Regions from separate parts of the Mus musculus genome. Here all the other regions are linked to region 1. Evidence: chromatin contacts called from public HiChIP or PLAC-seq and Micro-C data. All regions are on one chromosome and are shown on one strand. Each heading gives the region's core, a stretch centred on a gene start, on an enhancer-like site or on the middle of the called end of the contact. The rest is flanking DNA. Distances are from core to core; before and after follow the strand shown.

Region 1 (4,640 bases), core at 1,579-4,078:
GCCAAGAGAACTGCCCAGTGCCTGCTGGGTTTTCTTCAGCATTCTCCTGCATACAGACAGAACCTTAATAGGTTTGTGGGTTTTCAGTCAATTCCACAAACTTTCCATAAATGATGACTCTATCTTGATGTGTCTGTGTGTGCATATACACACACACACACATGCACACCCCCCCACACACATATATATTTATTCCCTATGATCAGGTTTGGATACATCATGGCCTTGTACAAATTCAAGCTCCATAGAGTGTACTTGTTTAAAGGGCTGTTTAAAAAGAAGAAGACCCAGATGATAGGATGCCCACAAAGTCTGAAAGGCCATCCACAAAAACAGTTTGACAAGCGTTTTGTAGCTCACAGTTCTTTTTTAAACCGATTCTCAACACACTTTACATCTAACATAATTAAAGTGTTGGGTTAGAAAAATATAAAAGAGAATTGCCCCAATTGAGGTTATACCAATGCCAAAGTTTCGGCTATGCACATGCCCGTACACATCTGCTGGATAAAGATCAAATTGTGTTATAGTCAAGAAGTTTTAAAACCCCTGGAGGTAGAGATGTTAAAAGGCAACTGGTTAAGCATTTATTACAACTGACCTTGAGTGATTTTTATAGAAAAGATGACTTGGGGAATAGAAAGCTTCATAAAAATTACAAAAGCACTTCTTTCTTCCAATGTGCAAGATACACATTCTTGCAAGGAGAAATTAAACCAAAGCAAAGTGCTTCAAGAGAATTAGATATAATTAGGTTTGACTGTATTAATACTGTATTCCAAAGAGCACAGAGGCTCTCCCAAGCCTCCCTTCTCCTTGGTGCCTCCCATTCAGGACACTAGTCCCCTTTTCCATTGTGCATTGCTTGCCTGCGCTTGCATCCCCATGCCACAGACACATAGCATGTGCACAAATGTGTGTGCATACAAGTATTAGACGTCACTGTCCTTTCTATACCATCTGTGTAAGATGCTGTCTAGTTCCCCTTCCTAGTGAGACAAGCATCTGATTTGGTGTGGGAACAATTAAAACTATGATTACCCTATTCTCAAAGCACCCAAATGTCCCAAATTAAAAATCTAAATAGCAATCTTTCACATTCACAGAGCACTAACATCCAGGGTTTGTGTGTTTTAAACAAGCTAAGAATGCATTAATTTTATAACCCATTCAACATATAATTAATTCTACAAAGGAATGAAAATCTTCCTGGGAGGAGGGCGTAAGGGAAATGAAGTGAATGGCCCTTTAGTGTTTTCACTGTGTGAAAGGCATTGTGGACACACAAATCCCACACCAGCAGCATCAACAAATAAAAGCTGCATGCATGCTCGCCTCACACCACCAAGGAAAATACTTGTCCATTTGCACACCACGGCATTTCAGCCCGGGCTCCTGCAAAACCTGGGGTTTGGTCATATTGTGTAAACACGCATGTGTGTCTGGTGTGTCAGGGAGAGGTGGGAAGCATAAGGGGTGGGACTCGCCAAAAGCAGCTATTTAAAACAATCCCTTTCTCTCCCATTCATTCTCTCTAGCTTCAGTGTCTGGCGTGGTCCTTAGATGCTGGCTGGCTTTTCATTAAGACAACTGACAAAGCTCTTAGAACTTCCCATGGTGTTATTTTTTTTTCCACACACTTTAAAAAGAACATCAAAATCATTCAATATATGTTTTGTATCTTTTTTTTTAAAGAAAGAAAATCATTGGCCTATTTCCTCATGCCAAAGACCCCCTAGGTATCAGGCTAAATATGCTCCTTTGTTATATGTCCAAAAATATCGCCACCACATGGTATTGGAAAAACTGGAAAATAAATTATTCGTATTCCAAGAATGTCACAGCTATTATCGTTAATTTGTTTTACCTCAGCGAGTCCGATTTCACACTCTTCTCACTGAGTCCTACATGCTTCGCCCTTTCTCCCAGAACACTCCATTAATAAATCTAAAGGGCTGAAAAGAGGCCGCCAAGCGCCCTTCATGCACAATGGTACTCCCGGAGCCTGAGACATCTCCAACCACGGGAAAGTTAACGATCCAGCAAGATGCCCACCCTAAATCGCCCCGGAAAGAGAGGTGACAGAGGGGCAGCGGGAGCGCAACCTCTCCTTTCCCCACCTCCAGAGAAAGGGAGGGCATGACAAGAGAGCTGAGTAGGAAGGTGGGCGAGTGGGAGCGACCGAAATGGGTGCTGAGGGGGTGGGCGTAATGGGAAGGTGGAGAGCACGGGGAAGGTGGGGAGCTCAGCCCGGGGTTCAAGAGCGAGGCGGGGTTCGAGAGTGAGGCGGACGCGGCGGCCGGGGCTCAGGGCGCGAGGGGGCCGGTCCTCACCGTTGAACGCCCCTGCTTCCGCGGCCTCCTCCTCCTCGCCGTTCTCGGAGTCGGAGCGCATGGGCTCCTCGGCGAAGTTGACACCCTTACTGGGGATGCCGCCCCCGGCGGCTGCGCCCGCGTCCCCCCAGGTCCTGCCCTCATGGCCGAAGCGCGCGGCGCCCTTGCGCTCGTTCTCCTGCTGCAGCCGCGTGAAGTGCTGCAGCGCGAACTCCAGCAGGTCGGCGGGCTGGTGCCTCAGCACCTCCACCGTGAAGCCCTGCAGCAGCTCCGTGAGCCCCGCGGGGATCTCGATGCTCATCCTGCCCGTGCACGCCGAGGCGCCTGGACGCCGCCCTCGCCCCCTATCCGCGGTCCGGTCTCGGGCTGCGCGGCTCCCGAGCGAGCGCCCCGGGCGCTACCGGCTGCGAGCGCGGCGCACTGGGCCCCCGGCGAGGCTGCTCCGTGCGGCGGCAGCAGCAGAGCGAGCACAGCCCGGGGAGGGTTGGCAGCATCTCCAGCTCCTCCCGCTCCTGCTCCCGCCGCCGCTGCGCCGCCCCCCGCCCGGCGCCCCGCCTCCGCCCGCGCGCCCACGTGATCCCCGGAAACCATGGCAACCCGGCGGGCGGGAGCACTGCCGCCTCTCAAGTGGCCCCAGGGTGGAGGCAGCCTGAGCCTGGGGCGTGGGGCTGAGGCCGCGCGCTCCACCTGAGCTCCCTGAGCGAATCCCACGCACCTTTCTCCCTGTCCCACGCAGAGTTGGTGCGGCGCAATTCCTGCTGAAACTTCAGCCTCCACCTTGGTGGCTTTTCCTTTTCCTAGAATCCAACCCCAAGAGAAACGTGCGTGGTGTCTTTTGTTAGTCGCACAGCCCTACTGGTTCTCTTCTGGATAAAAGAGATGCTGCCACTTGTCTGTCACAAAATTTTCTTTAATTCCGCCTTTTAGCCTCGTGGCTGTGATGGTTTGCCTTACAGATGCTCTGCCACACTCTGCTTAGTACATTTCCTACTGGTTACTGAGACAAAGGCCGCATTTATTGTGTAGCACTTAACAAAGTTAGTTGATCCTTCAAGACAGGATACAGGGTAGTCAGGGCAGCTGGACAGACAACTAAGGGTGTGTTACCTGATTAGCCTCTTGTTGCTTATTTTTAAAACCTTTCCTGACACTTTGCGTCACTTCAATTAAATCTCCAAAATTTGAATATAGCAATAAAAAGGAAAAGAGAACTACACATTTGTGCTTTTTAAAGAAAACCCTTGTCTTTAAAACGAGCCTATTCTGAGAATTTTGAAACAGAAAAATTTATCTTTTGCCAAATTAAACGCTGTATAAATATGCATACTTTATTTTCTACGATGCCCATTTCATTGTAAAGCAGTCCAAGTGCAAACTCACTTGAGTTTTATTTTATTCTTAAGTTTTATTTATTTATTGAGTTTTATTTTATTTCCTTAGTTGTTCTCACTTACCTTTCTGCCCACACATAAGGAAAATATGTGACTCACGAAACCCAAAACCTAGAAATCAAAAATATCATTTCGTTTTATTTTTTAAAAATTGCTTCTTACCCATTTGTTTACAATGTTTATTTATCTTTTTTTTTCATAAGGGAATTCATTTCTCAAGTTCAGTTTCTTAACCTCATAATAATAATACTGGTGTGTGTTTTTTTTAAAATAACATACTTCTAAATTGTAATTGTGTGGTGTATAAGAAATAAACTCAGAAAAATGTGGTCTTCACATGAGGCCATATGGAACACAGTATTAGTCAAGTTCTCTACCGAAATGTTTTGCAGATCCAATAATCTAAGATGTATTTCTATCATGTTTCTCCCTACTGCTCAGCAGAAAATGCAAAGAATACTAGTTAAGATGGGATTTTATCGTTGCGGTCCTCAATGTCGATCAAGAATCCTCGCTCATTCAAGCTCATTGCTGTGTAATTCTGGCTTTGTGGCTCCTCCACCTCCAGTCATTTCCTCTAAGTCAGCTAACAGGAAAGTGGGGAAGAGAAAGGAGCCTCCTTCCGGCAGCAAACACTCATCTTTTCTTTTGGCTACAACTTCTGACCACATACATTTTATTTTCTGAAAGTGAGTAATGGTACCTCCCAGCCCATGTGCTCTTCCACAGAACAACTTTACCATTCCTAAGCCCGGAGTGCAACGCAAGGGGGATTGTGACTGCTTTGGCCAGTGGTGCATTTAGAAGTCACTCTAGCCCTCTGGTAGGTGCCTGACCAAAGTTCTGATCCATGGAGTTGGTGAACCCTTAAAAACAGGAGGAGGTATGTGTTAGCCTTGAAATTTTGGTAGTTTGT
Region 2 (4,640 bases), core at 649-3,148, 43 kb before region 1:
CTCTTACAAAGTGGGAGGTGCTTTCAACTAAAAGAAAAAAAAACCACCCCCCATCTAATTTTAAAGTATAATTATTTTATTTTGTATATTGTGAAAAAACCAAGTGGTTGTTTGATTAAGAAAATAACATTACAAATACAGTCTAAGGGGGCTGGAGAGATGGCTCAGTAGTTAACAGTGTGTGCCGCTTTTCCAGAGGACCTAGGTTTCATCTTAGCACTCACAACAGGCAGCTTGTACCTGCCTACAACTCCAATTGTAAGAGCTATGACGGCCTGTTCTGACCTCTGAGTGTACCTGTACACACATAGTGTGCAGAGAGAGAGAGAGAGAGAGAGAGAGAGAGAGAGAGAGAGAGAGAGAATGAAAGAAAGTCTTTTTTAAAACAGCTAAACAAATGCAAAAAAGGGGGGGCTTTTAAGACAAGAGGCTGACCTTGCACCCCAACTGTATCTCTTTAAAGCCACTGACATAAAGTAAAGTATTATTTCTTCTCTGCAAACTCTTCCGTCAGCAGTTGGGTGAACTGATAGGCAAGATAATGGGCCTATTCTTTTAAAGAACAGTGACATCTGTGCCATACTGTTATTTCTTGTCATTCTTCACGAAGCAATATTCTACTATAAATAACAGTGTTTCTCAACAGAAAAGGACACACATCCAAATGGGCCACCTGCCGCCACATCGGCAAGTGGTGAAACAGGTGGAGCAAGCATCTAGATACCAGGAGCTCTGGATTGGCCAGTGTCTCTCATTTTAAGTGTTTAAGACAGTGGCAAAGACCGATTGACAGAGGGCTTCTTCGAGGCAGCCACTTTAACCTAAGAAGCAGCTAGCAGACATGAGTCTAATAATCCTAGCTGGGTCAACCAAAGTTAGCCACAGATACAGTCAAGAATTTCTAGGCCCACCCAGGCTATAATGAACCCTAAGACAAATGAGGCAACCCTAACCCCTGATGACTGAGCTAATCGGAACCTTTTTCTGGGGCTTCTTATGGTTTGCAGGTAGCCAGGCTCTACGTTCTGGAGAGACTGAAGCTTCTCCTGCTTGTAGAGCATAAGACAGACTAAGTGAGAGACATGCACGCGTGTGAGAGCATGCACTCGAATTTGCGTGCACGTGTGCACACACACACACACACTCACGCTCAACACACACTGAACCACACCACTTGCTATAGAGTTAATCAAGTTAAAAGACATTCATCCTAGCCTCTTCCCTGGCCCCTTTCTAAAGCCTAACAGGATCTATCTACCTTGTCTTTCCTGCTGGCTAGGTAAAGAGACTTCAATACAACTGATAAAATCTAAACTGCCCATAAAATTGGTGCTTGTTTTCCCAAAGACGGCTCAAACAAGGATGTTAAAAACAGAGAACCTTATTTACACAGGGCCAGGATGTTTGTGGCCAGTACTCCTTTCATCCCTAAGTCTAAACAACACACCTCATGAAACCATCTTATAATTCCATGTTTATCTTTCAGATAAGAGAAATAAGGAAAACAGCCATTTATTTTTACATACTATTTAAACTTTACTTTGTCATAAATGGCACCCCTTGAGCAATATAAACCAGAGAGACACAGAATTATGTGCACAGCGACTACCGAGACATCTAATCAGGGCTCTCTCAAGGAGCACTGACATCCATGCGTCCGGTGTGAACTGTCCTTTTCCACAGCTGATGAGGCCACCCATCAGTCCTGTCCCTCCCCACGGGAGCTTGTGTTTGAGTAACTTTGCCAACTTCCAAGTCACTCTGACTCATCCGTAATGATCTCTGTGACAACAGTCAGGGAGCCAGTTTTACTCCCTGCTAGGGAGCTCTTCAGGCTACTAAGGGAAGTGTGTCTCCCCACCCACTACTGACAGACTGTCAACTGCCAACTTTCACAACATCCTGTGCTCCAGACCATAGAGCAGTGCCTTCAAGTCACCATCCTAAGCCTAGCGGCCTCACTAACTCTATCTTGCCTTCCGGGTGCATCCTTTTCTGCAAGTCATGTCTTCCTGCAGTCCCCCTGCACTCACCCGATCTGCAAGTGTCCTGGGCAAGAATCAAAACGACTCCATACAACAGCAAGTTTCTATTTTGTTTTCTTTCACCCCCAAGACAAGAAGGTCTTACTGAATCGGCCAATAGGTCACACTGGCTCCAAACTTAGGACTCTCTCCTTCTTCCATCTCCTGAGTGCTACTGGTGCTGTCACCCCACCACATCCAGTGACAGGAATGTTCTAATTGCTGATAATGATCAATCAGACCACAGTGTGACCAAGACTGCTCAGCTATGTGTTTCCTGCCCTGCATTTTCTCCTTTCCTCCTGAGGAGTGAGCTTTTTCCACCATCCCTGAAGACAACTCTCAGATCTACCTTCCCAGTGGCAGCCACATGGAAGAGAAATCACTCCGATTCACCAAGATTTTCCCTGTTCTGGTTTGTTTTGAAGGAGACAAGCAGCCAGACCTCAGAACCGCAACTGGCCTCTGTACCCTCCTCCATCCTGGGATCTCAGCAATGTTTGCACACTACTAACCAATATGAATTAGAGTCTCATCTATAAAGTAAGGAGCCGCCCTTGGGAATATCCAGTGTTGACAGGACTTTGGTATACAGTGCAAAACTGTGTCAACAGTAAGTCTGACTCTCAGTCTTGTCCCTGCCACTGGTTGCTAGGTAACCAAGGCAAAGAACTGGCCAGTGACTCTGTTTATCTTTAATACTAGAAAAGTGCCTGGTATACAGAGTTTCTTTAAAGAATAATCAATAACACAACAACACAAATCCACGTAAATCAATAACACAAAGCCACTTAGGAAAGTTCTTGTCTCAAGTTAACACCCAGTAAGTGATTTAACTATTACGTACTTGAAGTATTTCCCTGTGGAATGCTGCGCTGGTTTTGTTTGTTTTCTTTTGTTTAGTTTTTGAGACAGGGTTTCTCTGGGTAGCCCTAGCTGTCCTGGAACTCGCTTTGTAGACCAGGCTGGCTTTGAACTCAGACACAGCCTGTCTGTTTCAGGAGTGATGGGACTAAAGGTGTGCACTACCATGTCCAGCTGGAATGCCAGGCTTTAGTTATATTATAAGTCTGTATACAGAGTGGGCTCAAAGCATGGAACCCATGTATTTATGTTTTCATTATAAATTATCCTTCCCTCATGCCACACTATAATAGTGTTTTCAAGATTTAAAAAAAAAAAAAGCAGAAGTAAGAGGATAGAATACATTTGAGTCCTTAGACCTTGTCAGGTCCAAAAGGGACACAATGCTATCCCTGGTGCCTACTAGCTACCAAAGCATCCTAAATACCGGTTAGAGAGCTCATGTTGCTATCCTAACTCTCCTAATTCGGCCTCCTACCCTAACCTTTTCCAGCCCAGGGGTTTCCCTTCCCCCAGCTTGTCCTTTCCACAGAACCCCCCATTTCAGACAGGCTGTCTTTGCACTCTCTTGCTCTTCTCTCTTTGTCCTCTCACTCCCTGCACCCCACCCCCCTCATGGTCTGGTCCAATCTTCTGGCCACATTTAGCCTCTTACTTTCTCTTCCGGCTCTGGACTCTTCCCGATGCCTCTGGCTGTGCTCTGCCTCACATCTACAACAAAAAACTCCCCCTCCACCATACCTTGGAATGGTCACGTTCTCACTTCATACAAACATGATTTATGGAAATGAAGGGGTGGGTATTTATTCCACTTTTCTGTTATATTCACAGTTTAAAATGAAATCAAACACAATAGAATTTGTGCTATCAAAACAATATACTACTTCAGAGATGCATTATGTCCCTAGAAGATGCAAATTAGAATACATAACACTTTCCTACTATTGGGAAAAGTTCTTTTGCAGTTTTAGAAAATGACACCGTGACTATTATTTTAAATGCCATATGACATTAGTAATCTTAATATACATAAGACTGTGAGACAGACACATAATGCCACTCTGCACATAGTTTCTTGTGGGATGTGATGTTCACTGTTTGCACTAACTAGCATATCTTATAGATGATCAATACTTCTTACTGTGATCACTAAGTTCTTCAAGAACAGTTTCCAGCTGTGCAATTGCTAGCTCCAGCTCCCACTTATTCATCTAAGGAAGAAAGAGGTGGTCATCCAATGATGCCCTCTAACATGTGCCCGAGACTCAAGAGCTTGGTTCTGGGATCAAAGGTTTATTCTGGTGTGTGCTAAAAGAACAATTATGTGTCACTTCCACTTTAAGAGCATAATTAACCATGCGTGAAGAATCAGAGCTCATTCCGTGAATATGAGGTTAGTCCAGAACTAGACAATATATTAACATAACTTATCTGGTTACTATATTGTAAAGAAGGAAAACCCACCAATTATATGGATATAATGTCAACATTGACATTTATTTTTTTTATTACATATTTTCCTCAATTACATTTCCAATGCTATCCCAAAAGTCCCCCATACCCTCCCCACCACTTCCCTACCCACTCATTCCCAATTTTTTTGGCCCTGGCGTTCCCCTGTACTGGGGCATATACAGTTTGCGTGTCCAATGGGCCTCTCTTACCAGTGATGGCCAACTAGGCCATCTTTTGATACATATGCAGCTAGAGTCAAGAGCTCCGGGGTACTAGTTAGTTCATTATGTTGTTCCA
Region 3 (4,640 bases), core at 1,044-3,543, 43 kb after region 1:
TAAACTAAAGTGCAAACAACTTTTACAAGCCCCAGTAATCTCCCACTCTGCTGTGGAACAGTTACCTGCTTCATCCAACAGCTGCCAGGACCACTCCCTACCTCTCCTCTGGGGCCCGCTCCGAGTCTCTGAAAATAAGTTTACAGACACAGCTTGAAATCTCAAATCCCAGGTTTGTGCCTTGAGTGCACGCAGCGAAACTGAAGATCACAGTGAGGGTGGAAGAGCCCAGGTCAACCTCTGGCACGTTGATTTTATGTTTCATCCCCTGTGACTACCTGGGGAGAGGAGGGAGGGCAGTCACCAGAACCCCGGCAAAACGCTAGCACTTTAGGTGCTGTGACTTAGATGGACAGAAGCTGAGATGCAGGGCAGAGGAGTCTCTGCTACAAAAGATGAAATACATTTGCCTCCCAAAGGTAACTTGTAAAGAGAGTTGGAGATATCCATCAGTGTTTCCCCAAACTGAGCCCATTTCTCAGCTATGATAGATGTTAGATAGCTGGTTGCTGGAATGTCTCACACCAGCACAGAGTCATAGTCAAGCTAGGAGGGCTGTTAGAGAGGATTGTTTTTTTTAAACTATAATGCCCTGTGGTCATCTCAGAGAGATCAGACTCTACCAGGTGGCTCTCCGGGTGATTCCTATACTCTGGTTTCTGTGTGGACAATCTTTGGTGAGACTTGCCTTACCCAGCTCCAAAGAAATTTTGTTTAGTAGGGTTGGTACTGCTTTTTTCCCCCTTCCCTTATACCAGAGATCAAATCCTAGGGCTTAGTACATGGTAGGCAAACACACTACCACTGAGCTGTATCCCGAGCCAGGCTGGTCTTGAACTTGCATGCTCTTGTCCCATCATTCCATATGCTTAGGGCTATAAGTATGTACTTCCAGGCCTGGCTCCAACTCTCCGTATCATCCAACCAATCTCAGCTGATGCTGACACAGGCGCATCTCTGGCCCATGTGTGACTACTGTATAGTGCTTGCGTCTCCATACTACTTACATCTCCAGGGTTTTAACCTTACCACTCACCTCTAATTCTCAATACACCTGCTTTCCTGGGCCTTGTCGCTGAGGCTCTTTACCCCAAGAGTTGTAATTGTGCTTCTGAAACACAGCCAAGGTCTTCACTTGTCACTTGTGCTGGATCGCTCCGGGATAGTCAATGAAGTCCAGACGGCAACCGTACAGTACAAAGATTGTATCAGGACTTCTCCACCTCGTGCTTCTGACCACAAATCCTGAAGTCATGCTCCAAAGAGCAAGAGTACCAAAAACAACACTGTCACCAACCTTAAAATGTAGTATGAGGATTGCTTTGTAGAGTCACAGTTAACTCGTTGCCTACCACCTATTTGAAAGTATTTTTTTTTTTCAGCTACACCTAAAGATAACTAGCTCTCTAAACCTTTCATTTGCACATTGCTGTTTGAAGGTGTGTCCTTATTATTTTACCAACTGTGTTTTTGTTTTGTTTTGTTTTTTAAGCCACTGCTCAAGTTAATGTCACTGACAGATGGTAAGTTCGTGTGTTCTGTGATTTGAGCTGTCAAGAGAAGTGTTAAGTGCACTTGTGTCCAACTCAGATTCCACCCGTGCATACGTGGTGGTTTCTCCAGGCTCCTGGAACGCTGGATGCTTACGACAATCATCGTAGCTCCATCCAGGCGGGAAAAGTGAGTAGGCTTTGGGGTGAATGAACCTCGTTCAGACTCCAGCTATTCTTCTTATCGGCTGGGCAGTAACTTAGTCCTTCAGAGCCTTAGGTTTTTGTTTGTTTGTCTGTTTTCCTTCAGAAAGTGAAATTATGATACCCCCCTCCAAGACCTGCTTTGGCAATGATTAAGTGAAATAGAGAAGCAGTTATCCTATGGGCAAAGTACTCAGTAAACATTGCTTCCCTCTTTTTATTTAATAGATAATTTGAACGTTGGGAGTGTGAGTGTGAACATTTTTTAAACTCAGCTACAAGAAAGTATGAGAAAGAAAGAAAAATCTTTCTAGAAAAGAGTGTTTTACTAACCCTGAGGAGGTCACTCACCTAAGGGTGACTGGGTTATAGGGAACCAGTTATCAGGAGGGGCTGGGCAGGGGGCACTCTGAGTGCTGGCTGGGAGCCAGGCAGGAGAGCTAAGGTAAAGGCCAAGGCCAAAGCCAAGGCCAAGGCCAAGGAAAAGGCCCAGGGTGAAGCCAAGGAGATGAGAAAGAGCCAAGAAGGGGTGTATGCCAGGGTTCCAACGTCAGCACTGAGCAATAGCAGGAGTCCTCTGACAGCCTGGAGGACGATAAGAGGAGGCCAAGGGTGAGCATGGGGGTGGAGGAGAAGATAAGGAGAAGAAGGCTGCATTGGAAGGGTGGTGGATCCTGGCCAGACAGCCATCTCAGAAGCCAGACCCTAGGCCAACATGGTCATGAGACAGTTATTGCCTGCTGCGGTCATGAGACAGTTATTGCCTGCTGCGTTCAGAGTCATTCTTGTCTTCCTATATGACGGGCTAAGATTTCGTTCCTATATTATTTCTTGTCGCTTAAAAAACAAAACAAAACAAAACACCAAGTGCCAATGTGTTCTTTTATTTATTTAGATACTAGTCTAGGAAGAGTGGAATAAATTAACTCTGAAATCTCAACCATAAAACACAACAAAAGCGTGTTGTAAGTTCCTGTCACGGTCCTCTGTAAGTCTGAGAGGATACATGGGGAGAGGGGCTTCTACTTCAGGTCATCGGGGCCAGGTTCCTCTTATCAGATGGCCCCTCTGTCCCCAAACAGGGATTCTTAAGTTGACTTCTGTTTTCTTGAGACTGAAGTCTCATTATGCCATTCAGTGTAACCTGAACTCACTTTGTAGCCCAGGAGAGTTTCAAACTAACAGCAATTTCTCCTGCCTCTGCCTCCTAAGTTCTGAGATTACAGGCATAAACCACTGTCCCTGGCCTGCTCTCTCTCTCTCTCTCTCTCTCTCTCTCTCTCTCTCTCTCTCTCTCATTCTTCCCATTTTGCTGTGCACTCCTTTGGGCAATTCAGTGATATTTCATATGTGTTTACTCAGCAGAAGAGCTTCAGCTGAGTAGTGAAACACGGCATACAAAGAAGGCCATTTAGAAGTTTTATACTGTTAAAATGATAAAATACAAATTATCCTTTTTTAAATTTATTTATTAGGATGTCGGACAGATGTGATTGCTGGTATGCAAGGAACCATTGAGACACACGAGGGAACACCCCAGCAGACATGTTAACATAGCAGGCAGAGTATAGAGGAGCTGAGTTCTGACAGACAGAGTGCTCAGACCGACACTGGGCAGTAATTCTAGGCTCTTTTTAATTGAGAGAGAAACAAATTTGTTATCTTGCTCTGAGCCATTGTTACTTAAGGAGTTTTGTCTTTCTTACTGCTGAACCTAATTCTAAATCATACATAGATTTGGGACTTTGAATAGGAACCAGGTCATGACAGGTTAATCTAATTGACATGGAGTCAATAACAAACTGGAGGTACCTTTGATCGGCTCAAGAAAGATGGAAACAATGCAGTCATTCTCTGTAAAACAAGGTGGGGTGACAAGCATTTTTTAAACCCCCCCTGTGGATCTGGAAATAATTTGAGGCTAAAGGAAAACCTGTGTTTGTTTTTGTATACATGGGTCTGACCTGGACGGCTTGTAAATGGTTCCCTTCCCACACTTCTAGGTTTTATTTAGGTTAGAGTGCTGGACCTGCTTATAAACACTGCTCTGAGCTTTTAGAGGCAGCAGAAGCCAGGGCCCAGCCTCCTCCATGACAGTTCCACGCCAGGGAGTTCAAAGCCTTAGGGGAATGTCAATGTCCAGGACACTAAGCCTGAAGTCTCCACCACAGTCACTTTATGATTTTAGGTGGGGCTCATGGGGAGTGAAGCACTCAAAACTAAACATGCTACCTGGTAACTTGTGTGAAATTAGAAGGAATTCTTTTTTCAAGTGACTGGTTGTGTTAAGCATGGGGGAAAGGCTCTGAAAAACGACAGTTAACAAAAGTTCTTATATATTTTTTAGTGCCAACACATTCCAGATTTGAAGGCTTAGGCAAGATTATTTCCCTGGTCAAGTCTGGGTTCTGCGATTGGCCTAAACTTCCAGGAATGGCAAAAAGTAAATAAAATATAAAATAAAATAAAATCAATAATCAGACCATGTGAGAGAGAGTTCCAGAAAGGGGTTTGTACTGGCTGGTTTTGGGTGTCAACTTGACACAGGCTGGAGTTATCACACAGAAAGAAGCCTCAGTTGAGGAAATGTCTCCACGAGATCCAGCTATAAGGCATTTTCTCATCTAGTGATCAAGGGGGAAAGGCCCCTTGTGAGTGGGACCATCTCTGGGCTGGTAGTCTTGGGTTCTATAAGAGAGCAGGCTGAGCAAGCCAGTAAAGAACATCCCTCCATGGCCTCTGCATCAGCTCCTGCTTTCTGACCTGCTTGAGTTCCAGTCCTGACTTCCTTTGGTGATGAACAGCAGTGTGGAAGTGTAAGCCGAATAAACCCTTTCCTCCCCAGCTTGCTTCTTGGTCCTGATGTTTGTGCAGGAATAGAAACCCTGACTAAGACAGGGTTCTTCAGATTCTCCGCAAATACTACTGAGTCCAGGGTCTTGAGGC

Evidence for each region. A called contact is a pair of places that touch in the nucleus more often than the background predicts. HiChIP or PLAC-seq counts read pairs in DNA pulled down with a chosen protein or histone mark.
Region 2: an HNF4G HiChIP or PLAC-seq map of pancreatic cancer cells shows a contact between it and region 1. The contact joins the enhancer-like site here to the promoter of Prkar2b in region 1. A contact is called at or near these places in 6 of 39 promoter capture datasets (the HPC-7 cell line, hematopoietic stem and progenitor cells, hippocampal neurons and 2 more), 1 of 15 datasets of contacts at CTCF or cohesin (the NIH/3T3 cell line), 27 of 484 Hi-C or Micro-C datasets (the 3T3-L1 cell line, the AML12 cell line, the C2C12 cell line and 21 more), 12 of 115 datasets of contacts at active chromatin or transcription factors (the 230-238 cell line, the HPC-7 cell line, T-cell acute lymphoblastic leukemia and 8 more) and 5 of 9 other capture datasets (adipose tissue, bone marrow-derived macrophages, liver and 2 more).
Region 3: a Micro-C map of granulosa cells shows a contact between it and region 1, with 2.6 times the contacts expected there. The contact joins the enhancer-like site here to the promoter of Prkar2b in region 1. A contact is called at or near these places in 4 of 39 promoter capture datasets (the 3T3-L1 cell line, 3T3-L1-derived adipocytes, the HPC-7 cell line and 1 more), 2 of 15 datasets of contacts at CTCF or cohesin (the G1E-ER4 cell line and the NIH/3T3 cell line), 36 of 484 Hi-C or Micro-C datasets (3T3-L1-derived adipocytes, the Ba/F3 cell line, the C2C12 cell line and 26 more), 12 of 115 datasets of contacts at active chromatin or transcription factors (the 230-238 cell line, the HPC-7 cell line, bone marrow-derived dendritic cells and 7 more) and 2 of 9 other capture datasets (adipose tissue and liver).

What each region holds. Positions count from the first base shown.
Region 1 is chr12:32,058,449-32,063,088 of GRCm38.p6, forward strand. It overlaps Prkar2b (protein kinase, cAMP dependent regulatory, type II beta), which reads right to left and starts at 2,829. Exons shown (of 11, transcript NM_011158.4): 1 at 2,334-2,829. The coding sequence starts at 2,634. It overlaps Gm51992 (a long non-coding RNA gene), which reads right to left. Exons shown (of 3, transcript XR_003950224.1): 2 at 4,465-4,590; 3 at 3,771-3,835.
Region 2 is chr12:32,015,968-32,020,607 of GRCm38.p6, forward strand. All of the region lies in intron 2 of Prkar2b (protein kinase, cAMP dependent regulatory, type II beta), which reads right to left. Among named protein-coding and RNA genes, the nearest start is that of Prkar2b, 43 kb to the right of the region's middle. Within about 2 kb of position 1,899, at least 159 of the 459 cell types and tissues checked have an H3K27ac peak or open chromatin away from gene starts, as enhancers often do. A contact at or near this core is called in the AML12 cell line, the C2C12 cell line, CD8 T cells and 20 more, where this site is marked.
Region 3 is chr12:32,102,353-32,106,992 of GRCm38.p6, forward strand. 5430401H09Rik (a long non-coding RNA gene) reads right to left here. Exons shown (of 7, transcript XR_872651.3): 5 at 1,037-1,256; 6 at 66-128. Among named protein-coding and RNA genes, the nearest start is that of Gm51991, 6.3 kb to the right of the region's middle. Within about 2 kb of position 2,294, at least 43 of the 459 cell types and tissues checked have an H3K27ac peak or open chromatin away from gene starts, as enhancers often do. A contact at or near this core is called in the G1E-ER4 cell line, the HPC-7 cell line, Sertoli cells and 9 more, where this site is marked.